6 separate regions of the Mus musculus genome follow, and all the other regions are linked to region 6. A link is a contact called in public Hi-C and HiChIP or PLAC-seq data. All regions are on one chromosome and are shown on one strand. The core of a region is the stretch at or near the end of the contact, and the rest is flanking DNA. Distances in the headings are between cores, read along the strand shown. Region 1 has its middle 32 kb from the start of Slf2. Region 2 holds the start of Sema4g (sema domain, immunoglobulin domain (Ig), transmembrane domain (TM) and short cytoplasmic domain, (semaphorin) 4G). Region 3 holds the start of Slc25a28 (solute carrier family 25, member 28). Region 4 holds the start of Nkx2-3 (NK2 homeobox 3). Region 5 holds the start of 1700039E22Rik (RIKEN cDNA 1700039E22 gene). Region 6 holds the start of Scd2 (stearoyl-Coenzyme A desaturase 2).

Evidence for each region. A called contact is a pair of places that touch in the nucleus more often than the background predicts. HiChIP or PLAC-seq counts read pairs in DNA pulled down with a chosen protein or histone mark.
Region 1: a FOXA1 HiChIP or PLAC-seq map of pancreatic cancer cells shows a contact between it and region 6. The contact joins the enhancer-like site here to the promoter of Scd2 in region 6. A contact is called at or near these places in 7 of 39 promoter capture datasets (the 3T3-L1 cell line, 3T3-L1-derived adipocytes, the HPC-7 cell line and 3 more) and 5 of 115 datasets of contacts at active chromatin or transcription factors (embryonic forebrain, embryonic hindbrain, forebrain and 2 more).
Region 2: a contact with region 6 is called in a FOXA1 HiChIP or PLAC-seq map of pancreatic cancer cells. The contact joins the promoter of Sema4g here to the promoter of Scd2 in region 6. A contact is called at or near these places in 4 of 39 promoter capture datasets (cranial neural crest, embryonic stem cells, hippocampal neurons and 1 more) and 3 of 115 datasets of contacts at active chromatin or transcription factors (embryonic stem cells, extraembryonic endoderm stem cells and pancreatic cancer cells).
Region 3: a contact with region 6 is called in a Hi-C map of CD8 T cells, with 4 times the contacts expected there. The contact joins the promoter of Slc25a28 here to the promoter of Scd2 in region 6. A contact is called at or near these places in 4 of 39 promoter capture datasets (the C10 cell line, cranial neural crest, maxillary cranial neural crest and 1 more), 1 of 484 Hi-C or Micro-C datasets (CD8 T cells) and 2 of 115 datasets of contacts at active chromatin or transcription factors (memory CD8 T cells and pancreatic cancer cells).
Region 4: an HNF4G HiChIP or PLAC-seq map of pancreatic cancer cells shows a contact between it and region 6. The contact joins the promoter of Nkx2-3 here to the promoter of Scd2 in region 6. A contact is called at or near these places in 1 of 39 promoter capture datasets (cranial neural crest) and 1 of 115 datasets of contacts at active chromatin or transcription factors (pancreatic cancer cells).
Region 5: a contact with region 6 is called in an HNF4G HiChIP or PLAC-seq map of pancreatic cancer cells. The contact joins the promoter of 1700039E22Rik here to the promoter of Scd2 in region 6. A contact is called at or near these places in 3 of 39 promoter capture datasets (embryonic stem cells, liver and neural stem cells) and 1 of 115 datasets of contacts at active chromatin or transcription factors (pancreatic cancer cells).

The regions. Positions count from the first base shown.
Region 1 is chr19:44,897,032-44,900,794 of GRCm38.p6, forward strand. No RefSeq gene overlaps it. Among named protein-coding and RNA genes, the nearest start is that of Slf2, 32 kb to the right of the region's middle. Within about 2 kb of position 1,875, at least 39 of the 459 cell types and tissues checked have an H3K27ac peak or open chromatin away from gene starts, as enhancers often do. A contact at or near this core is called in liver and pancreatic cancer cells, where this site is marked.
Region 2 is chr19:44,987,600-44,991,261 of GRCm38.p6, forward strand. Sema4g (sema domain, immunoglobulin domain (Ig), transmembrane domain (TM) and short cytoplasmic domain, (semaphorin) 4G) reads left to right here and starts at 1,745. Exons shown (of 15, transcript NM_011976.1): 1 at 1,745-1,758.
Region 3 is chr19:43,673,255-43,676,838 of GRCm38.p6, forward strand. Slc25a28 (solute carrier family 25, member 28) reads right to left here and starts at 1,627. Exons shown (of 4, transcript NM_145156.1): 1 at 1,222-1,627. The coding sequence starts at 1,512. BC037704 (cDNA sequence BC037704) reads left to right here and starts at 1,924. Exons shown (of 1, transcript NR_045645.1): 1 at 1,924-3,584.
Region 4 is chr19:43,610,707-43,614,527 of GRCm38.p6, forward strand. Nkx2-3 (NK2 homeobox 3) reads left to right here and starts at 1,619. Exons shown (of 2, transcript NM_008699.2): 1 at 1,619-2,143; 2 at 3,600-3,821. The coding sequence starts at 1,795. Gm20467 (a long non-coding RNA gene) reads right to left here and starts at 1,350. Exons shown (of 4, transcript XR_001782682.2): 1 at 1,096-1,350; 2 at 396-484; 3 at 1-204.
Region 5 is chr19:44,834,413-44,837,962 of GRCm38.p6, forward strand. 1700039E22Rik (RIKEN cDNA 1700039E22 gene) reads right to left here and starts at 1,526. Exons shown (of 3, transcript NR_045315.1): 1 at 1,079-1,526. It overlaps Pax2 (paired box 2), which reads left to right. Exons shown (of 10, transcript NM_001368747.1): 9 at 979-1,065; 10 at 1,558-3,550. The coding sequence ends at 1,679.
Region 6 is chr19:44,291,970-44,295,606 of GRCm38.p6, forward strand. Scd2 (stearoyl-Coenzyme A desaturase 2) reads left to right here and starts at 1,707. Exons shown (of 6, transcript NM_009128.2): 1 at 1,707-2,442; 2 at 2,935-3,217. The coding sequence starts at 2,419.

The DNA of each region.
Region 1 (3,763 bases), core at 625-3,124, 610 kb after region 6:
AATCCCAGTTCTCAGGAGGCAGAGGCAGAGGCATCCTGGTCTACAGAGCAAGTTCAGGATACCCAGAGCTACACAGAGAAACACAAACCCTGTCTCAAAAAGAGAAAGCGAGAGAGCGAGAGAGAAGAGAAGAGAAGAGAAGAGAAGAGAAGAGAAGAGAAGAGAAGAGAAGAGAAGAGAAGAGGACCTCTGTCCTAAGGCAATTGGTTTTCCCCATACTCCAGTTTCAGAAATGATATCTGTTGCACTTGGTGACTATAATAGTCTGACACATCCTGGCTTTCCCTGTATTGCTGATGTTACGGTGCGGGGAGTGGGGCAGGATAGAGGAGGCTCAGGGAAAACCTAAAAGATCTGCACAGCCTCACACAGAACTCCACAATGTCAGGTGGGAGACTTGTAAGGTCTTTGTCCCCCATTCTTTTCTGCCTCAAATACAGAACCAAGGTCAGACCTGAAGTGACTTGGCCAAGGTCCCATAGTCAGTGGCAGAGCTAGAAGGGGGACCCAAGGTAACCAGCCTTTGACTCCTGGTTCTTTACAAAACTCTGCTATCTTCTACATCCCGCTTATGTCAAAGAGTATGGTGTCCTTCGCCAAGTCGCTGCAGCCACCACAGCCCCCAGGCTGACCTTCCCTCCCACCAAGGAGGACAAGCTTGTTCTCTCTAGAGCAAGATTGGTCTCTTTCCCCAAGGCCAATGCACTGGCGCTCCCCCAGGGCCTGGAAGAGGGAATACACGTTGGGAGAAGCATTTGAACTTTCTCTTCTACTCCAGGGAGATAGCAGAGGCTGACCATTCTTTATCTATTTGGAGGACAAGGAGTGAAGGGGAGGCAGAGCATCTCAAGGACTTGCTGTATCTTCAGAGAGTCCCAGTAATGTTGTCCCTTGATCGCTGTGAATGTGTTTATACCAAAAACACTTCAAATAACCTTTACTCTGTGTCAGTATTCTTCTAAGCATATTACGGATTCATTTGCTAATTATATTTTATGTAAATGTAAGCTGGGCATGGTGGCACATGTCTGTAATACTATCATATAGGAGGCAGAGGCAGGAGTGTCAGGAGTTCAAGGTATGCCTTAAACTACCTAGGAAGTCCCAGGCCAACCCTGGCCCCATGGCAGAAATAACTAGTATGTGTGCATCAAACCATTCTGTCCCCTGGAACTCAGTGTGTGTGGGCCTGTGAAGGGGGCTGGGGACAGAGGACAATGACAGGCCTCCTATTCTATCACTCTCTAACTTACTCCCTGAGACAGGATCTCTCTCTCTCACTGAGACTAACTGCTGGGCTGGGGGCCAGAAAGCCCCAGTGAGGGCCTGGAGAGCTACCTCAGGAGAGGAGAGTGCTTTCTACTTTTGCAGGGTTCAATTTGCAGCACCCACAAATGTAGTTCAATTTCAGGGGCTCTGATGCCTCTGGGTTGGATGTCTTCACCTGCTTCAGAGTCTTCAGCTGCTCTCCGCAGGCAGGAACATGGTGCATGGTCATCCTCGCAGGCAATCGCTCACACAAGCACACCTCCGCAATCTTCCTGTTTCTTCCCCATACACATACCTGGGGTGCTGGGGTTGCATCGGTGCTATGGGTGGCTTTTTTCCTGTGGGTTCTGCATATTTGAAACCATCAGTCTCCCCAACCCAATCTGGCCCCCTCTTTTAACCTTAGATTCTCTTTGCCTCTTGTTCTTGTGCCTGGAATACATTTGCATCTCTTCCGTGGGTGTTTATTGTCAGTTTGCTTCCTAGACTAAAATATTGACCCTGCAGAGATGGGGTGAGGGAAATTCCCTCTGCCTCCACGTTAGCCTGATGGATAAGAGCCAGAGGGTTTGGCTTTCAGTTCCTGCTCAACCAGATCCTAGCTGTGAGGCCTGGGGCAAGCTGTTTACACTCTGACTCAGTGGGACTAATAACAGTATCTACTTCAGAAGAGTACGAGGCTTTAGTAACTTAATCAAATGATATAGAATTACTTTATAAATTAATATTTAATCTCAATCCTCCTGTCTCAGCCTCCCTACTGATCAGATTTCACAAGAGTGCTCCCCCTCCCCCATGCCTTTGTGAAATTTTTAGACCTCACATGAAAGAATGGGGGGGAGGGGGCTTGAGGCTCCTGGCTGATGACAGCATGAGCTATCCAAGAGGGGGGGTGGGCGCTGAAAGCTGTTGCTCTAACAGGCAAGTAAGAATGTCTCAGGTAATAGCCCTCTCAAGAATGTGTGACATCCTGGGGCTGGAGTGTGAACCTCGACCTCTCTTAGGGCCAGATAAGGCAGATAACTTGTGTTCTGTGGATTTCCTCTCTCGATGCAAAGTGCCCCAGAGAAAGACTGAAGTTCAGAGTTCGTTTTCTGTCCTGCTAAGCCTCCAAAGGCCTGGTGGGAAAATATCTACATAGCAGGCTTTGGAAAGGCACATTCCCACGGCCTGGGAATCTTCTCTTTACAGCCAGTACAAGGACTGGGGGCTTCCTGTGATAGGGAGGAAGATTCTAAACATTCCAAAGAGATATGATGTCCTTTGAGTCAGCACAACTCTTGTTTACCACAATCTGGGTCACCCCTGCCCTTGGCTTCTTTGAAGAGCATGTTTCTGCTTGAGATAGGCAGCCCGGACCACAGATAGCTCCCATACCATCCCTATTTAGAGGCTTTCTGCCGGGCTCTGGGAGCTAGGGGTGAGGGGTGTGGTGCCAAGAACCCACGGCCCCCTGGCTCCCTCCCACACAGCAGCCCGCACTGACATCTCTGAGGCCTTTGATTAAAGAGACAAGTGACTTTGCCCATTCTATTGATCAGAATAAATTACTAGGAACTAATTTATGGGCCTCCCCACGGCCGATGACATGGTGGATTGTGCGCTATTGGTCAGTAAATTGGATTGTCAGGCTAGATTATTGGTTCGTATACAGTTATCTCTCATAGCAATATCAGGCAGCTCAGGTAGAGGAGTGAAATCCTTTCTCTGCTGCCAGCCTGCCAGGATGTCAGGCAGGAGGCCTTCTCCTTGGCTGCTGGGGAAGGGCGGGGAGGGGAGAGGAGGAGAGGGGAGGAGAGTTGAGCGAGGCCTCTGTGCAGGATGCTTATTAATTAGTGCAGCATCACAGCATTAAAAGAACATTAGTGTGGAATCGTCTGCAGAGTGATGGGGAAATGACATTGTGGGCCTCCTCCTGATTCTCCAGCTATGGCTCTGTTGGGTAGAAGCAGGGAGGGGGTTGATGAGCAGACAGGGGGATGGGAAAGATAAAGGGTGAGGGGCAAAAAGGGCCACGGGGAGGGGAAGGGAGAGGAAAGGCCATATTTGCTGGGAGTTGCAAGCAGAGCGGATCTGCTAAGTGCCAGCGTCGCTGAGCCACGCTGGGGAAATGGAGCTGCCGTTCTGCTCAGTACATCACAGCCAACGATGAAAAGTTCTGGAGCTGGGATTTCTCAGGCAATTTGGCCAGTGATGCATGGGGCAGTAGATCCTCGCGCACTCTTCCGTGCTTCTGCCAAGCCAGCAATAACAAAAACTTATTTTTTGCCAGGGAAACGGATATGAGTCAGGCAGGCCCATCAGGAGTAAGGGGGGCTTTACCACGCCACTGCGATTTGTACCGCTCCACTGTTTCCCCGAGCTCTAAAGACCTGCCAGGAGGAGACAAAGGCGAGACAATTTCGAGTTCATAGTCCTGTGTCCTCGAAGCATAACAGCGTGCCATAGATGGGGACATTCTGGGCCTGTGGGTTGCAAAGTCAGCGGTCTTTCC
Region 2 (3,662 bases), core at 495-2,994, 700 kb after region 6:
GTTCAAAACAAGTTACAATCTGCTTAGAACCTGTTTCCCCAGCTATAAAATGAAACTACTACTTCCTCAGCATGGGGTGGGGGCACAGAAAAAGAAGTGGACCAGAGCAACGTGTGTATAGAGTGTGTGCTTGGCTTGGGCAGGTGAGATGGTCTGGCAGACAAGGTGTCTGTCACCAACCCTGACAACCTCTGAGTTTGATACCTAGGCCCCACATGGTGGAAAAAGAGCAGACTCCCTGCAATTTATCCTCTAGGATATCACACATGGGGTGGGGGGTCCCACATGCATGCATGCGCTTTCATACACAATGAATATAATAAACGTTTAAAGTGTGTGTGCACTTTTTAATGAAAACATTTCTCCCAGTCTCCCCCGCTGCACCACACACTATCCTGTTTGCAGAGTGCCAGGAGATATTCTAACAGGGGGGTGGAAGTGTGATCTGGGCCCTTCTGTCTAGCAGTCTGCAGCCACACACACAGTCCAAATTCTGAGATTGTATGAGATTGAGTGCCAAACTGTATGAGCTCTGGGGAATCTTGAAAGAGGAAAGTTTCTTCCCAGGCTCTCATCAGTTTCATACGCCACTAGAAGACGACTTAAATTCCTAGGCACATGCAAGAGTCTGCTTTTTAGACTCGTATTTTGGTCCTCTTTGCCCATCATTATCGTCACGGATTTTTTTTTTTTCTTTTTGAAAGGTGGAGAGGTCAAGGCCAGAGGTCAGGATTCACTAGGATTTAAAGCCGAGTTCATTGTTGCTTTTGTTTTTGCTTTTCTGTGATGCTGGAGATGAAACCAGAGTGTCCTACATGCTAGGCAAACACTGTGCCCTTGAGCCCCAACCCCAGCCCTCGATTCGCTCTAAATAGCACTTGGAAAGGAGAGCCGGAGTTTTCAGAGAAGACCATCGTAAAGGAGTTAGGGAAGAAGGCTGAACCTGGCAAGCACAGAATTTTTGGATACCTGGGAACACTGAAAGTTTGGAGGTAAAATGACGATGGAAAATGATAAACGCAATCCCTTGAGGTGAGCCCGGGTTTGGACTGAGATTTGTTGAGTGATCCATACGTAGTGGCATGGCTTTCTTGTGCATAAAGAGCATTCTCTGTATGCTGTCTTTTCATCCCTTCAGGGCCCCATCTCACCTACTCTGACCTCAAACTGAATAGCCTGGAGGGAGCAGGGAGTGAGGAATCACACCTTGAACTGGGAACCAAGAGCTACGCAGAAATCTGATACTGTCGTCCCCATCAGCACACCCGCTCCATAGACCAAAGGCAGGAGGGCATGGCAAACATGTTTTGCAAGAAGTGAGATACAGGTTAGAGAGCAGAGTACAAGACTCCGGGACCCGGGGGTTACGCGTCCCTGCAGTAGGTAAATGGGAGGGGTCTTAGGACCAAAGCAGATCCGTAGGACCAGCCTGTTTTAGGGCGCACGCGGTGGTAGCCCCCCCCCCACCAGGGGGCGGGCGATACTCAGACTGACTGAGCCTGGAAGAAAGGGGACGCCAGGAGCCGTGGGCCTCGAGCATCTCCCACAAATCGGGTCTATTGTGCGTGGTGGGGGTCGCAAAGGAGGGCGGGCACCCTTCCCCGCCCCCGCCTCTGGCCCGCCTCCGGCCCCCGCCCCACCCCCGGCTCCGCCTCCACCCCGCCTCGCTCCGGCCGCAGCCCCTTCCTCCTGCAGCTGGTGCTGTGGGGCCGCGAGCCGCACGTCGCTGTCTCTATGGACCCGGATCCCAGCGCAAAGGTGAGGGAGGCGGGGAGTGCGGGCGGTGGCGGTGCGGGGGGCTGCGGCCGGGCAAAGCCTTGTCCGCATCCATTCCACCCTCCAAGCTAAGCCAGGCCTTTTTCACCGCCGAGACCCCCAATCCCGCATAAAAGGGTTTAGAGGGGCGCGGGCCAGGCCTCGGGTCGCGCAGGGCGCAGACCGGCCTTCTCGGAGTCGGGGGCGCCCAGCGTGCCCGGGACCCGCGTGGAGAACAGTGTTCCCCAGGATCTGGGTCATGTCTCCTGGCGTCCGGCGGGATCGAAGGAGAGCTTGTCCTCGAGCCGCAGCAGTAGATACTGAGGTTAGATCTGTTCAAAGGAGAAAACCTCGAACTGTCCAGGATGGTGGAGGGTGGGGAAGACAAGGGAGAGGCACCCTCAAATCTGAAGAGATCTCCATCTTAGTGGACAGAGGCAAATACCGCTAACCCCAGGCAGACGGACATCAGGGATGAAGGTTGAAAGCCTATTGATCCTGTGGGAGGGGTCCTCCCCTCCCCAGTTTTCTCCACCCTAGGATCTAACAGAAGATGATCAGAGTTCAGCGGGCAAACCCTGGGAAGGAACCCAAACTTGGAGTGAAGTCTGGGGTGTGAACTGGAGACCTTGAACCCGCTTAGTACTGGGGGGAGGGGTGGCATGCTCCACCCCCTGGCCATTAACTCGGCCCTCCCAACAGGTTAAATGGAGCTGGACGCTTTAGCCCAGTTCTCCAGATCTAGAAATGCAATCTGGGGGAGATGGGGAGGGGGGCGTGTGGAGCGGGGCAGGAAGAGGGCTGCTAAGATAGCATTTCACCTTCCATTTGCTAAACTCGAGGATCTCCTCTCCTCCTCCTCCTCCACCTCCCTGGGTTAGCCATTCTCCATTACAGGCATTCACTCCAGGTCAGAAGACACACACACACCACACACACACACACACACACACACCCCTTGGGGTGGCAGAGGGAGAGAGAGAGAGAGAGAGAGAGAGAGAGCAGGACTTTCAGGAAAGGAGACAGGATTCAGCCGTGCATCTGACCCCAGCAGACACTGTCAGCCACCAAGCCTGCAGCCCAAGTCAGACCCCTTTATGCATGTCATGAGTACTTACTTGTCTCTGCCCGAATGTAACTGTGTTTGAGGACTCAGAATACATGTGTGCACTATGCCTGGCCCAATAGCAACAATTCTGTGTGAATGCCCCCTTTACAAATGTGTGTGAACAAGACCGTCCTATTGAATATCTAGCCCTGCTTGTTCACCTCTGAGGATATATGATCCACTGGATGGATGACAGGTAAACAACCTTATGTGGCCTTGGCCCTTTGTGCGCTCTCTCTCTGTCTCTGACTCTGTCTCTGTCTCTTTCTCTCTGTATATGTGTGTGTGCATGCACATGACTCCTATAAATGCCTGTGTTCTTGGCCCTACACTGTGTACAAGTGTGTCACCGTCTTTGAGACCCACGAATGCCCCTTACTCCGCACTGAGCGGTTCCTCTGACCTAGGATGTCTTCCTCCTGTCTCCGCCTGGACACACTTCCCTAGTGGGAGGACTCACCCTTCAGTGCTGAGGAAACAGGAGGCCCCCCAGTGTAAACAGGTGTGCTTTCACATGGAGGGTACGGCTTGGGCAGCCTGAAACCTCCAGCTGCCCTAGCCCTCAAAACAAGAACTTGATGCCCTTTCTGTGGCTCAGAGACCCTCTCGCTCTCCCTCGTGTGACAGTGCTAACCTTTACCTCTTGAACAAACCCTCCAAATTCTTGCTATTCCTCTGACTAGCTCCAGGTCCCTCCCCTCTCTTTACAGCCGGATGGTTAATATTTGACCCAGAAGGAAAAGGAGAGGCCAGTGACACCCTCTGACCCTGCCTATGGCTGTCTGATGACATTGGGTAG
Region 3 (3,584 bases), core at 377-2,876, 620 kb before region 6:
CCAAACTCATTCACAAAACCTCGGGAGCACTTTCCCTAGTTCCTTATCCACTTTACAAATGAAAATGCAAAACAGTACTGAATCCAGGGGCAAGCAGAAGAAAGTGATTTTTGCATGGCTGACGTGGATGCTATCCTAAACGGGAAAGCATCCATCAAAGAGCTGACAGGCCAGTGCCTACACAAGTGGTGTAAAGAAAGCATCGACGATTTCAAGAACCCCCTTGAAGTTACTGCCCTTTCAGTAGCTGGCATCTCGACTCAAGCACAAGTCTAAGAACAGCAAGGAAAAACAATGTTTCCATTTTCCCCCAGGCTTCTTCCCAGAGACCTGACCTGTATGTGTATTAACCGTCCTGCTTGGTTGTGGATGCAGTTGGCTTTACGTCCAGCCCTGAGCGTACCCTGATAATCTCATTCTGTTTCTCCACATCTGCTTTCTAATATCATCACACTTCCCTCCAGCTGTTTTCCTTTTTGTCAAATTCAGGGGCCCAACGAAAGAGACTATCAGTTTCACCTCTGTTGTGTAAGGGGCTGATGCACTTGCTCCCTCAACATAGAATCTTAGTCCCAGCTCAATTTTTACGTTCAGGAAATAGATGGGCTACCAATCTTGCCTCGCAGAGAAACCGAAACCGTTTTTCTTAACATGCCTTATTCCCACATCCATTCCAGTCTGGAACTCTCACTTTTGACTGCACAATGATTTTTTTTTCAACCACTCCCAGGTTAAGATTTAATACGTACTTTTATCTAGCTGAGAGATCCCAGATTCCGGTTCCTGCCCCGTCACTTTAAAGGAAAGACGCAGCAAGGAGCTTGTGAAAGCGCCGACCCGAAGCACATCTCAACCCAAGCTATCGGATAGAGTTCACCGTCTGATTTCATGCCAGCTGGTTTGTTATAGACTTACCTGTGCTTCGGGATCCCCCCCCCCCAATCCCATCCCATCCCTGCTTAGTCCCAATCGGGATCAAGTCTTTGGCTGACAAGATTTTTGCTTCGCCTCACTGACCGTTAGAAGTAAGTCCTGGTTCCTGACTGAGCTCATCTACCAGCCAGGACTTTGCTTGCACGGAGTATTGGCTCAAACCGTGTGTAGAGGTAGGAGCCAGGAAGAAACCTATCAGCTCTGGGTCTCAGTTGGGATTCTGGCTCTAAACAAGGTTCAGGGTCGGGTCAGCCCCAGGTCCGGTTCGCAGCCTGGTCCAGGTCTCACCTTGACGCAGTCGATCGGGTACATCACGCAATGCTCCAGGATCCCTGCCACGGCGCCCGCCACCATGTGCGTGGTGACAGTGGCTCCAGCCGGCAGCGCTTCGTATTCCGGGCCGGACTCCGGATCCAGCCGTACAGGGGGCTGATAGGCCCCCGCCTCCCCGCCGCCGGCCCCCCGGCCCACGCCCCGCTGCAGCCACCCGTCCAGCAGCGCCGACTCCCCGGGGCTCCGCCCGGGCCCAGCAGCTGGTCCTCCCGCCACGCCGCCTGCACTCCGCCCCTCCAACTCCATCCACTTCGGCCAGCCGCGGCGCCCACACGCGCCGCCGCTGCCGCCACCACTGCCGCCGCCCCCCGGCCCCGTTGCGTCCGCCTCAGGCGCGGCCCAGAGAGCCCGGGGCCTCCGGCTCCCGCTTGGCCCCGAGGACACGCCCCCCAGACAGCCATTGGTGTAGGCCCTAACGTGTCTCCGCCCCCTTTTTACGGAGCCAAAATGTATCTGTGTTATTCGTCAGATAGCTTGTCATTAGTCCCGTAGGTCCCACCCCTTCCCCTTTGATCTTGGAAGCGTCTTGTTTATTGGCTCTTGATTGGCGGACTTGCCCGATCGACCCGCCCCTAGCGTTTCGGAGGCGGGAGAAACGTAAAGCTGAACTTTGATAGGCTCAACCGCTCTAGCTACTTTGGCGGTGGCCATTGGCCCGAACCACTTCGTTCTTCCATTGGATGTGGAGAGAAGCGCCTGGAGGACAGGGACCGGCTCCCGGCTGTACCCCGGCGCGGCGTGCGTGGCGGTCGGGACTGCCGGGGAGAGGGGGCGGTGCCAGCCAGACCTTCAAGGTCAAACCGCTGTCGGTTGCCGTTAGGACGCGTGCTCTGGCGTGCACCGGGTGTCGAGTAGCACGGTGCGACTGTTCCCGCGGGATCTCAGGCGGGGGCGGAGTCAGCCCGGACCCTGCGTCCCCTGGCACGGCCCAACCCGCCGCTAGGGGAGATCGGCTGTGAGCCTCGGGTGGCTCTGGAGTGGTGTGCCATCAGCGCAGATCCGCTCGCCTTGGGCCTCCCACCCAAAGCCGCCTAGTGAACCCTCCAGTGGGTGGACCGATGAGCTCTCATTGGGTGGACTCTGCGTTGGGAAAGGAGAAGGCGAAATGGGATGGTTCGGAGGCGACGACAGGTGTCAGGGTCTTGGAGCACCATCCCAATCGCGGCAGAGCAACTGCTGATGCCTGGGAGTGGAGCTTGTTCCGAGACATACACTTGAACTTCGTATCCCGAGCTCGCTTGCTGATAAACTCCACCGGGTCTGATGGCTGTCCGCTCTCTCTCTCCGGGACCGCTGAGCTGCTGCTTCTTGAGAACCGCTCCCCGGTTGTAAAACGATGCTAGGGACGTCTGGTCCTCAGGGCCACTACCTTGAGCAGAAGCGGGCACTGAAGCGACTCTCGAGCCTCAGCCTCTACTGAGGAGCGAGGGCCCCTTTCCGCTCGCTGGTTCTGCAGGCTACCTCAGGCTCCCTTCTCAGCAGCGTGTTTGCACACGCTTCCCCAGTTTCTAGCTCTGCCTTTACAACCTATTTTAATGAGATGATGACGCAATTGCAAACTTTTCCATCTTTTCGTAGCGCTTCCTTAGAACGGTTGGAGGCTTTTCCATTTCCTCTCTAAAGCTTAGCCCTTCGGCGGACGGGTCTTTCAACTAATCTTTGGCAGTAGTTACTAACGTTTGTGTCGTGATCTCTTGGAAAATAAAGCTCTTAAGTTCCCAACCCCATCCCCAGTCACACACAAAACTGCTTTTTATTTCGGGTTTCAGCGTGAAGGAGATTCCGTTAACCTCGGGTTAAGAATTCTTCCCCACATCATATACAGACTTCTTGCTACCCTGCACTTTTCTCTGAGAGATGAATAGATCTCAAAAAAGCCTCCACCCCCCAGTCCTGTTAAAATATCAATTTTCTTCCCTGACAAATTAATGACAATGCCTGCTATATCCCGTCTCTTCTTATCATATTTACTTTTTTATGGTCCTAAAATGATCATCTCAGTTCAATGACTTCTCATGGTGAGAAATAATACTCTACATTGTCCTACAGTGACCCACACCTTAGAACTTTCTCCCCCAGGAAAGACTCCAGATACCAGCCTTTAGATTTCTAAGTCTCTTTCACCTTGCTAGCTACTGAAGTGGAGCATCCCTGGAGGCGGAAATGTTTATTAACAGTCTTTAATACAGTGCAGAAGTTTGCCATTCCAAACTCATTTTCCTCCCAGGGGCCTTCTTTCTGTTTTGCCTAGCCTACTTGCTTGTTTTTGTGGCATTGGAGAGCTAGGGAATGTCCAGCCACTCACTGCAGTGTGGCAG
Region 4 (3,821 bases), core at 369-2,868, 680 kb before region 6:
CTCCTCCCAACCCGCAGTTCTTTCTTTCCAGGACCAAGGGCATCAACTCCTCTCGCTGCCGCCTCGGGGTTCCGCAAGGCCGCTCTCCACGTAATCCGCATTCATGCCCTGTCTACAAGTTTCCTAGGGCGTCGTCCTCGGTCACCGCGCCGCCATCCGGCGAACCCTTCTAGTTGAGGCCGGTCTCTCCCAAACTGTGAGGTTCTACGGGGGCGGGGGGGGGGGGAGGGAGGGAGAGAGAGAGAGAGAGAGAGAGAGAGAGAGAGAGAGAGAGAGAATAAATAAAAGCAAGGGCGGCCTACTGAGGAACCCTACGTTGAAAGCGGAACTAGTTTGGTTTTCCAAGGCCTGCTGCCCACACCTTTTGCTCTTAATCTCACAATAGTGCCCCTTACCACTCAGGGGCTAGGTATGTAGGCGGGTGGATACCAGAAGGTGGTCTCCATCAGGCAGTTTTCTGAATCTGAGGCTGCATTTAGTCTCCCTGCAGAACACAACCACGGTTTCAGAAAGAGAGAAATAAGGCGTTTCAGAAAGTTGAGGCCTAGGCTCGGGCTCCCGATTCCCTTCAGAAGGCTGCCTGAGCTGCAGCCACAGCGGGGGTCCCCTCCCTTCTGAGACCAGAGCCACCCAGTGTGTGCAGTGGAACACCAGCCCGGTCAGAATCAATGCAGGCAACAAACACTGCTCTGACCTCCCACAAAGAACAAGGGTAGTTACAAGTATTGAGCTCTTTGCTTTAAGTAGACAACTGTGCTATGCTTCCGGCCTGGTTATCCTTTAAAAAACAAAAACAAAAAAACTCCAACAATAACCCTAGAAGAGGCAATTCGGCTCCTTTATATTGACCAGGAAACTGAGAACGTCCAAAACCAAATACTGACTCAGGCCAGGCTTCGAAGCATAGAGCCTCTGCACACTAACAGAACTCGGTCGTCTTGTCTTCTACAGACCTGCTCTCTGAAGCCACTTCGAGGGCTGCAAGGGCAAGTACGGTCTGGACCCTGCCCTCAGGGACTCACAATCTAAAGTGACAATCGAGCGGACACTAAGTACAGCTTTGGCACTAGATGGGAGAGTGACAAGTGACATTACTGAGCAAGTTCCGAGGAAGAGGACCTCTAGGTGAGGTGATCTGGCGGAGTTTCCTTGGAGGTATTTAAGCTTTTCCTCGGAGAACAGCTTTCCACTGTGGAAATGAGGGTGGGAAAGGCACTCCAGGTGGCGAGGACAGCTAGAGCAAAGGTGAGGTGGAATTTGACACGTCGCTCATATTTCCACAGATACAACACTCCTCTCCTTAGAAATCCGCAGTCTGGCCTCTCAGAACTGCCCCTGGTCGGGAAGGTGCAGCCAGGTGGAGCGGGAATCGGTGATTCGGACACCCGGTTTTTTGCAGCTTTTCCCACCGCGACTTGGATCTCAGGACCCTATTCTAGTCCCTGTCTATTTCTGGTAGCGCAGCAACATCCCACTGGGTGGACGCAGAGGGCGTGGCCCACATACACAAGAACCAATTGGGAAGGAGGCCAGGATGCCGACCCCGCCCCTTGACGTGACGCAGGGCCCCCGGACAGAGGCTTCACAGCCCCGGCCCCAGTCCTTGCAGTGGCTGTAACAAAACCCAGACCCCCAGGTCCCGGCCAATGGAGGGGATTTAGACTGGACCGCGTCTGTCAAAAGCTCGACTCCGCACCACCGCGGAGTCCAGAAGAAGAGCTGGAGCCACCGCACTCCCTCCCCGCCCCCGCCGGGATTTATTGAGTATTTGGACTGGACAATTAAGTGGCCCTGATGATGTTACCAAGCCCGGTCACCTCCACCCCTTTCTCAGTCAAAGACATTTTGAATCTGGAGCAGCAGCGGCACTTCCACGGAGCTCACTTGCAGGCGGAATTGGAGCAGCACTTCCACTCGGCACCCTGCATGCTGGCCACGGCTGAAGGGACGCAGTTTTCCGATGCAGGGGAGGAGGACGAGGAAGAAGAGGGAGAGAAACTGTCCTATTTGAACTCACTAGCTGCTGCCGAGGGCCATGGAGATTCGGGTCTCTGTCCTCAGAGCTATGTCCATACAGTTCTCCGAGACGCTTGCAGCGGGCCCAAGGAACAAGAAGAGGAGGTTGTGAGCGAACGGAGCCAAAGTGAGTAGAGGGGGAAGGAAACGCGTCCGCACACCTGGGGCAATGGCTCAGCGCCTATAAACCCACAAACCGTGCCTGCATGGCCACCCGCCCCTTTCACATTCGGCTAGGGTCATGCCTATGCCAGGTTCAAGGACAGCTCTGCAAAGCACAGGTACCTGAGATGGTGCTGGGGCGGGGATAAAAGAGAAAGAGAGAACAGCTCTTGCCCGGAGCAGGGACCCGGAGCAGTCCCCGAGGGAAGGAAAAGTGATTATTGCAATCCTGGTTCCTTGAGTAATGAGTGACGGGGGCCCAGAGCCTGGGTCGTAACTTGTCCGTTGTGTGTGTGTTCTCTCGCACACCCATCTTCTCAAAAAAAAAGGGGGGGGTCAGTTTTCTGCCATTTTTCTGTCTTTCTTCTAACGTGAGGTGAATTCAGCGAGGCCAGGGCAGTCACCCCGGCTGTCCCGAAAAGGCAGTGCAAGAATGTTGTGTTTGGGCCATCCTTTCGGGCAAGACTTTGAGAGACACCAGCTTACTTCGGAGCTTGCAGTTCTTACGTTCGAACTGCAAGGAGGAGAGGTGGTGGCCAATGTGTGGGAGCTCGATCCATATCAGATGACGGCAGCAAGTCACACCCAGGAGGTGAAGGCCTCTGAAAAAAAATATCGTAATGCTCGCTTTGTTTCTTATACTGCAGGCGGAGTGGAATGGTTAAAGTTCCTGAATTAGTTCTGAGTGGGATTCTGGCCATTCAGCAGATCAGAGGTGGGGCAGGCAGGAGAATCAGATAATTGAATAAGCCCATAAGGAAATGTCTGAAAGGGAAACAGGATCAAATAATCTCTTCTCCGAGTGGAGATTTGATCTGGCTGAGACCAAAATCTTTTCTCTAACAATTCTCCAGGCCTAACACAGACATGAAACTGTCTAAATCGGTCCATCCAACTGTTTTTCCTCTGTAAGGTAACATACAGATACTGTCACAGACGCGTTCTCAGTAGTTTTGAAAATTAAAAAAAAAATCAATTCTTGAGCTGCACATACGCCTTTCACTTAGATATTTCCAAAGAGAAACAATTTTTGCAATCAACCCATGCATCCAGGCCTCCAGTCCCCAATACCAACTCGTTCCACACCTTCAGGGGAGTGGAAGGCAAACGAGTTTGCAGATACGGGGTCCTGTTCCGCGGTCGCCTGAAAATTGTTATTAGCCCCTGGACCGGCACATTTAATCTATTTTCTCGCTGATGCTCAAATTTAATAAATGCGAGCTAATTACTCTCACCGAATACGCCTTCTCCCGGTGGAGGTGCTCCGCCTGACGCGGGGGGGATGGGGGGGGCGGAATTGGGCTCCAGAAACTATGAACTTTCCCCAAAACTAGCATTTACTACGGGAGTGTTTTGTGCCTCTGGGGCGCAGGGGTGGTATCCTGAGAACTAGAAAGGCTAATGTCTTGCTTCTCCCTTAGAAAGCTGTCAGTTGAAGAAGTCTCTGGAAGCGGCGGGAGACTGTAAGACGAGCGAGGACGGCGAGAGGCCGAAGCCGCGGAGCCGCCGGAAGCCCCGGGTGCTCTTCTCGCAAGCTCAGGTCTTTGAGCTGGAGCGCAGGTTCAAGCAGCAGCGGTACCTGTCGGCGCCCGAGCGCGAGCATCTCGCCAGCAGCCTGAAGCTCACGTCCACGCAGGTGAAAA
Region 5 (3,550 bases), core at 276-2,775, 540 kb after region 6:
TCATGGTGGCAAGGGGGGAGTCGTTAAACAGAATCTAGTGCTGATGAGGAAATTACACTTGTTTCATTAGCGATGGGGAAGGAGATAGCTCAGTTCCTCTTGGTCACAGTTGAGCTCAGAAGCTCATTATCCTGCTGCACGCATGCTTTCCCTCCTCGTCAATAAACAGGCTTTCCAGTGGCTGCATCCCCCACCCCCACCCAGCTCCTTCTTGGAGTGGGGCCCCTTCTCCTCTACTTAACCCGCGGTTAGGGATCACTGTAAACAGTCTGGGGTCATCACACAGGAGAAAGGGCCAGGGGGGAAACCCATAGGCCTGGCCTTTCTCCTCCTGGAGGGAGGGAGGTAGCTCCCGAAGGCTCCCAACCCACTGTGCCCTCCACTGCTCACTGCTCCTGAGCCTGCGAGCAGTCCAGTGGATTCCCGCAGTTCACTTCCCCAGTTACGTGGCCCTTGTACTGAACCTCAGGAGGGAAAAGTGGGAGGGGTTATTTCCCAGGAGGGCACCACCACTACCACCTGCCTAGCTTTGGCACAGCTCTGAGATGCCATTCTTAGGGCTTTCTGGGACAAAGTGTCCCAGGGGCCTTCCTGCTCCACCTTCCCCCTCTCTCATGCTGTAGAATCCCTAAAGCCAGTGTCCACTGTAAAAGCTCTCAGCTCCCAATTTACTTAAGTGGGAGCAGCCAGACCAAGACCAAACCCTTCCTGGGCAGCGATCTCTTGCAGGAGAGCCCAGGCACAAACCCGCCCACAGATTCCCTCCATGCCTAGGTGTGCAGGGATCTGGCTGCTACTTGTCTATGGTGGCTGTCCCCATGCAGAGCTCGGAGTGTGTGGATTACCTGGCCTCTGGCCTGCTCCCAGGGGCCCTATCCCTGCTTGAAACACCCAAGACTGGGACTAGTGAGGACAGGACAGAAGAGGCCAACTGGACACGTTGAACGCCTCTAATTCCAGTTCCCCGCCCTCCCACAGGGAGCGAGTTCTCAGGCAACCCATACAGCCATCCCCAGTACACCGCCTACAATGAGGCTTGGAGATTCAGCAACCCCGCCTTACTAAGTGAGTACGCCACCTGGCAGGCCGGCGGCTCCCAAGGTCGCCTACCCGCTCGCCAGCTCGGGCGCGCAGGCTGCTTCGGGATACGGATCCCACTCAGGACCACCCCAATTCTGGGTACCCGGATGGGCCAGGGAGACAGGCCCATTAGAGCAGCGCCGGGTCCTGGGGATACCACCAGGACGCCTGCGCCTCCAGCCTCTTCCCTCCCCTACCTCTTGATCACTGGAGGGCTCTTAGCCAACAGTGGCCGTCGGACCCCTTGGGGGATCCGCAGCCGGGTGTCACCTGTCCTGTCCCTCTCCCGCCCTGTGGATGCAGCACTACTCCTGGGCATCTGGCCTCGGGGCCGAGCCACAGTCCTCCAGGCCTGATCCCGCTGGACCCGGGGAGGGCTTTTCTTTGCTTTTCTTTCCTTTTTTGTTCTCCTGTTTGTCCTCTCACCCAGCCCATTCTTCTCCTGTGTTAACTTCCAGGTTCCCCTTATTATTATAGTGCCGCCCCCCGGGGCTCCGCCCCTGCCGCTGCTGCCGCTGCCTATGACCGCCACTAGTTACCGCGGGGACCACATCAAGCTTCAGGCAGACAGCTTCGGCCTCCACATCGTCCCCGTCTGACCGCCCACCCCAGAGGGAGGGAGGACCGAAGCGACGCGCTGCCTCTCGGCCACCGTCCCTGTCCCACCCCCACCTCGAGACATCCTCCCCCAAGCCCCGCAGCCCTTCTCATCACCCTGTCGATGGCCAGACAGGACAGGTGGAGCCGCGGGTGGGACCCTCAGGCCCCAGCCCCGCCCGTCGCCCCTCCCCGCCTGCCTGGACCGCGGCGCCGTCCGGAAGCCCGCCCGCCTCTGGCCCGCGCGCCGTTTCTGTGACACACAATCAGCGTGGCCCACCCAGGGGCAGCCCACTTCGGACGCCCGGGAGTCGGGAGGCTTCGCTGGAGAAGCTGAGCAAGGGAAGCTAAGGAAAGGACTTTGTGCTGAAGGAGGAGCCGCCGGGGAGACCCTAGGGGGGAAATCCTGCCCCATCCCCCCTGTGCCTGCCAAGCTGACCCCGCCTTCTGTCTGCGCCCCGCCCCAGACGGTGGCACTGGGACGCAAGGGTCGGACTCGAGGGACAGCGTTTGGGGCGACAGCGTTTTCCAAGGCTGGTACCCAAGGCGAGCAGACGCCAACTGAGCTCATCCACCTGAACTGCCTAGTTCCCTTGGGCCTGCGATCTCCTTCTGCAGTGACTCTCCTCTCGGCCCCGCCTTGCCCTTACGTCAGCGCCTCTTCCACCTGCTGGCCTCTCACTTTTCCCTCCTGTGCTTCCTCGGCTCATCCCACGACACCTTGTGTTTGGTCCCAAGCACGCAGCCACGTCGGGGCCACCGCGGGAACCGTGTCCTCAGGCTGCGGCTGCGAGCATTGATCTTTTCCCATCAGTAATGCGCTGCCCACCCCCACCCTCCCATCCCAAACTCCCAACCTGCGGGCGCAAAAAGCCTGGAAGGAACTGACGACCGAGCCGCCCCAGATGAAAATCCGGGTCTCCCCGCCCCATTCCCCCCAAGCACCCCCTCCCCAGCCTTCCCTTGGGCAGGAGCTGAACAGAGCCTCAAAAAAAAAAAAAAGTCTACACTTATTTAATATGATGATGGTCTTTGCAAAAATGAACAAACAAAAACCCAACAGGCTGCTTTATAGAAAGACGGTGTGTGCTGTCGAGGCGAACCTCTCTCTGTACATAGCCCCTCCCTCTCTGCCCCGCCCCTCCGGGTACCATAGAGTCCCTGTCCTCCCGCCCCCCCCCCGCCCCCCTGCCTGTAGATACACCCTTCTGTCCGTGCTGTGAGAGTCGCCGCTCGCTGGGGGGAGGGAGGGGGGACACAGCTACATGCCCACTAAAGCACAGCACGTCCTGGGGGAGGGGGGCATTTTTTTACGTTACAAAAAAAAATTATGAAAGAAATCTCTATGCAAAATGACGAACATGGTCCCGTGGACACCTCTCGCCTGTTTTGTTGACTGTTTCTCTGTAATTCCGTGTTCATCGCCCTGCATCTCTCCCACTTCATCTCCCTTTTCTCTGCTACTCTCGACCCCTCTGTGTCTCTTTCTCTTCTTCACTTGTCTCTGTCTCGGTCCGTTCTGCCCCAGGCCTCCAAGGCTACATCTAAGATGGCAGAACCAACCTCGGGGCTTGGCCCCTTGTGGCCATGCCCCACGTGCCCGACCAGGCCACCCTGCCCCACCCCACCCTGTAGTTGCTCTCTCGGTAGCGGCGATGCTCCCTGCATGTCTCCTCAACCGTGGATCGTGACGACCCGAAATAACAGAAACAAAGTAAATAAAAGTGAAAAAAAAATAAGTAAATAAATAAATAAATAAAAATCCTTGAACAAATCCGAAAAGGCTTGGAGTCCTAGCCCAGAGTGCGCTTTCCTTCGAGCCATTTTATTTGAAAAGGAAAGCGAGAAAAGTGAACAATCTAAGGGAACTGCC
Region 6 (3,637 bases), core at 457-2,956:
TAGTAGCAATCAAGGCATTCCAAAGGAAACACTGTGTCTTCTTCCCCAAAGCAGCATGCAATAGATACTTGGAAATCCCAACTCATCTGGTGGACCTTCATCAGTATCTGGAATAGTAGCATGGAGGGTGATGCTCCACCACACACACACACACACACACACACACACACACACACCCTGTGGATGATGGGAGTGGTCCTTTTAAAAGAGACCCCAGGATTTGGAGAGGCGGTTCAGCCATTAAGAGCATTTGCTGTTCTTTCAGAGCACCAGAGTTGGATTCTCAGTTCCCACACAGACTGCTCAACTCCAGTTCCTGGGAACCTGCCACCTCTAGCATTCTCAAGTACCTTCACACATGTGTGCATATGCACACACACACACACATGTCCGTATAATTACAAGTAATACTAAATCTTTTTGTTTGTTTTTAAAGAGAAACCCCAGAGACAAAGCTCACCCCTTCCCCATTGAACACAGAGATGGCCACCTAAGAATCAAAGGCCCATTCTTGGCAGAATCAAACTGCTGGGGCTTTGCTATAGATACCCAGCCCCCAGAACCGTGAGGAGCCAGTATCTGTTGTAAAGGCCTCACAGTCTAAGGGAGTTTGTTTTTAACAGCCAAGGACAAAGGACAAACCCACAGCTAGTAAAAGATCAGACATCACGCAGACAACCCAGGGGGAAGTGACATCTCCAGATAACTTCACACAGTACCTCTGAGCCTCCGCCAGCCATTTGCTGAGGACACCTGGTCTTGTTCAGCATTCTTGGCTATGGTCAGTGAGCCAGGCCTGCAATGGAGGTGTCTGGTCACAAGCCAGAGAGTTGGCAAGCCCCTGAGACCAGAAGGCAAGAGGTCTGGTTTGGTCTCAGGAAATGCCTGGCATCTCTCTTCTTGAGAAGACAAGATGTCTATCAACCCCTTTTCCTAGAGGTGGGAGATACAGTAATGGGGTGACCTGGATACAGAAGGTACTCTGTGAATGCACCGCCTGCATAGGCTACAAGTTCTATCTCTTGAAAGAGTTAACACAGGCCCCAGAGAAGATGGGGCAGCGAGGGAGGTGTGTTAGGTCAGAGCACCCAAGGTTCAAGGGTCATAGGGTCCTCTGAGGAGTGGCTTGAAAGCGTTTCAGCACAGCTAGCTCCTCCCCTTGCCGGCTGAACAGTTTATCCCATCTCCGTATGTCCCTATGTCCCCTTCTTCCTGCTTAGAGTGGAAGAACAGGGCTACCCACTGAGCGGTCACAGAGAACCTTGCAGTAATAATTTAATACCCACTCTCTGTTCCTACTCCACATACATAAGGCTCCCTCGGCTAGATGCTTTTCGGCGGTTTTCAGATAGCAAACTGCAAACTTTCAACAAAAGAGTCTCCTAAAGGTGCCACATGTATTCGCAAGGCGTGAGGTGGGAAGTGGGGGGTGAGGGGTGGGATTGAGATACTGCTGACTGACCTTGGCTGTGCTCTCGGAGTGTGCACAGTGACCATGGTGACCCAGACCAGTGTGAATGGGCAAGCCACAGATCTATGAAAACTTGATTACAGTACCAGAGCTCCGAGTTATTATCTGGTAAGCATCCTGGAGCTGGTGGGCAAGGCTGAGCCATTGTTCCAAAAGGGACTACAGAGGCGCCTGTTGGGGAGGGAGGCCCCTCTCAGCTTTGCTCTCTGTTGGTGGTAGCCATTTCCCCTCCCACGCGCCTCTGGAAATGCAAAGACCGGATGGAGTTGCAAGTGGTCGGCGCTCTAGTGGCTTTCCCACTTTATGTACCTCTCCGCGTCTTCCTGCCCCGGTAGCCAACCCCCACTGCTAGATTGGGTCTTCTCTTCCAGAGAAAGCGCTGAAGCGCCCCCGTGGCAGGGTGGGGGCTGGGTGGAGGACCAGCGGGGGATGGGTGAGAAGCCAGGAGCAGAAAAAGAAGGGAGGAGGGGGGGGCGGAGCTGGAGGCAGAGGGAACAGCAGATTGTGCAGAGCCAATGAGAGCAGCAGGACGAGGTGGTACCAAATTCCCATCGGCCAATGACTAGCCAGAGTTTACGAAGGCCTCATTAGCATCGCCCCCCTCCGCTTGGCTAGGGATGGGACAATGCGGTGTTGGTGTCTGCAGTATTCTGACTCCTGGACACCGGTGGCTGCAAGCTGCGATTTTGGCGTCCTCTCATTTTCTATCCTTATCTCCGCCCGCGGCTGCCCTGGCCAGCCAGTTTTTGATTTTTTATCTGGTCATTGATCAATATAACGAACCTAAGGATATACAGGACATTAATACCCCACTGCCAGCTCTGGCCCAGAGCTTGTACCGCGCAGCGGGCTGCAGAAACTTAGTCATAGCACCCTTTGTCGCTGAGGTCTGAAGCTCGCTGCACGTTCTCATCCCTGGGAACGTGACCCCAGCATCCGACGCCAAGATGCCGGCCCACATACTGCAAGAGGTGAGCTTACACCCCACCCCCCACCCCCTCCTCAGGTTGGCGGTTGCAGATTGGACTTCTAGGTGGGTGGCTGTTGAGGGTTGGAGAGAGTTCAGAGCAGCTGGGAGCATTTAGCCATCATTTCCGAATTGCTCAACCTTGATAGATTGTTTCTGGACCGGGTGATAACCGGATTTTTACTCAGTACAGTTGATTGTCCCAACTTGTGTTTCTTAAAGTAAAACCTGACCTCTTTTCGATATGCGCAGATTTTCCTTTGTGAGTTGCTAAGGGTGCTGCTAATAAAGCGTCCTTTCCTGCCCCTTCATCATAAGGCTTATTCCCGATGGCCTGCACATTTCCGTGTTCCATTGGTGCGCTCTACAGTCATGCAACCTTGGCACTGGGGTATGGCCGTTATTGCATCTCTCCCGCAGTTATATTAGAGGGAAAGTAACCCCTGCTGCCCCCACGCGTCTGCAGTCCCTAATTCTCCACCCCCTCTCATTGCAGATCTCTGGCGCTTACTCAGCCACCACCACAATCACAGCGCCACCTTCTGGGGGACAGCAGAATGGAGGCGAGAAGTTTGAAAAGAGTTCTCACCACTGGGGAGCAGATGTTCGCCCTGAACTAAAAGATGATCTATATGACCCCACCTATCAGGATGATGAGGGGCCCCCGCCCAAGCTGGAGTACGTCTGGAGGAACATCATTCTCATGGCCCTGCTGCATTTGGGAGCCTTGTACGGGATCACACTGGTTCCCTCCTGCAAGCTCTACACCTGTCTCTTCGGTGAGCAGCACCCCTTGTCTTGGGCCAATACTTCAGATTTCTCCTTGATCTTTAAAGAGGTGGCCTCTGGTCTCTGACCCAAGGCAGTGGCCCTTTCTTTTTGGTTCTTGTTGGACCAGCTGGACTGGGCAAAGAACCTCGTGGTGTTAAGAATGGGGGGAGGGGGGAACTTGAGTCTTGAGAGTCTCATAACATTGATGCAGAGGTCTCTGAGCAGGCTTTTCTGTATGAGTCACTTGATGGCACCTGTCCCAGCTTTGCCTGCCACAAGAGAAGCAGGGCCTGCCTCAGAGACGTCAGAGCCAAGAGCTAGACCACGGGCCTAGTGGGTAACCTGTTGAGTCCAGTGAGGGGACAAAGCCATGGGATGCTGTTTTAGGCAGAGAGAACAGAGGGTAGGTTATAAGCCTAACTGTTTGG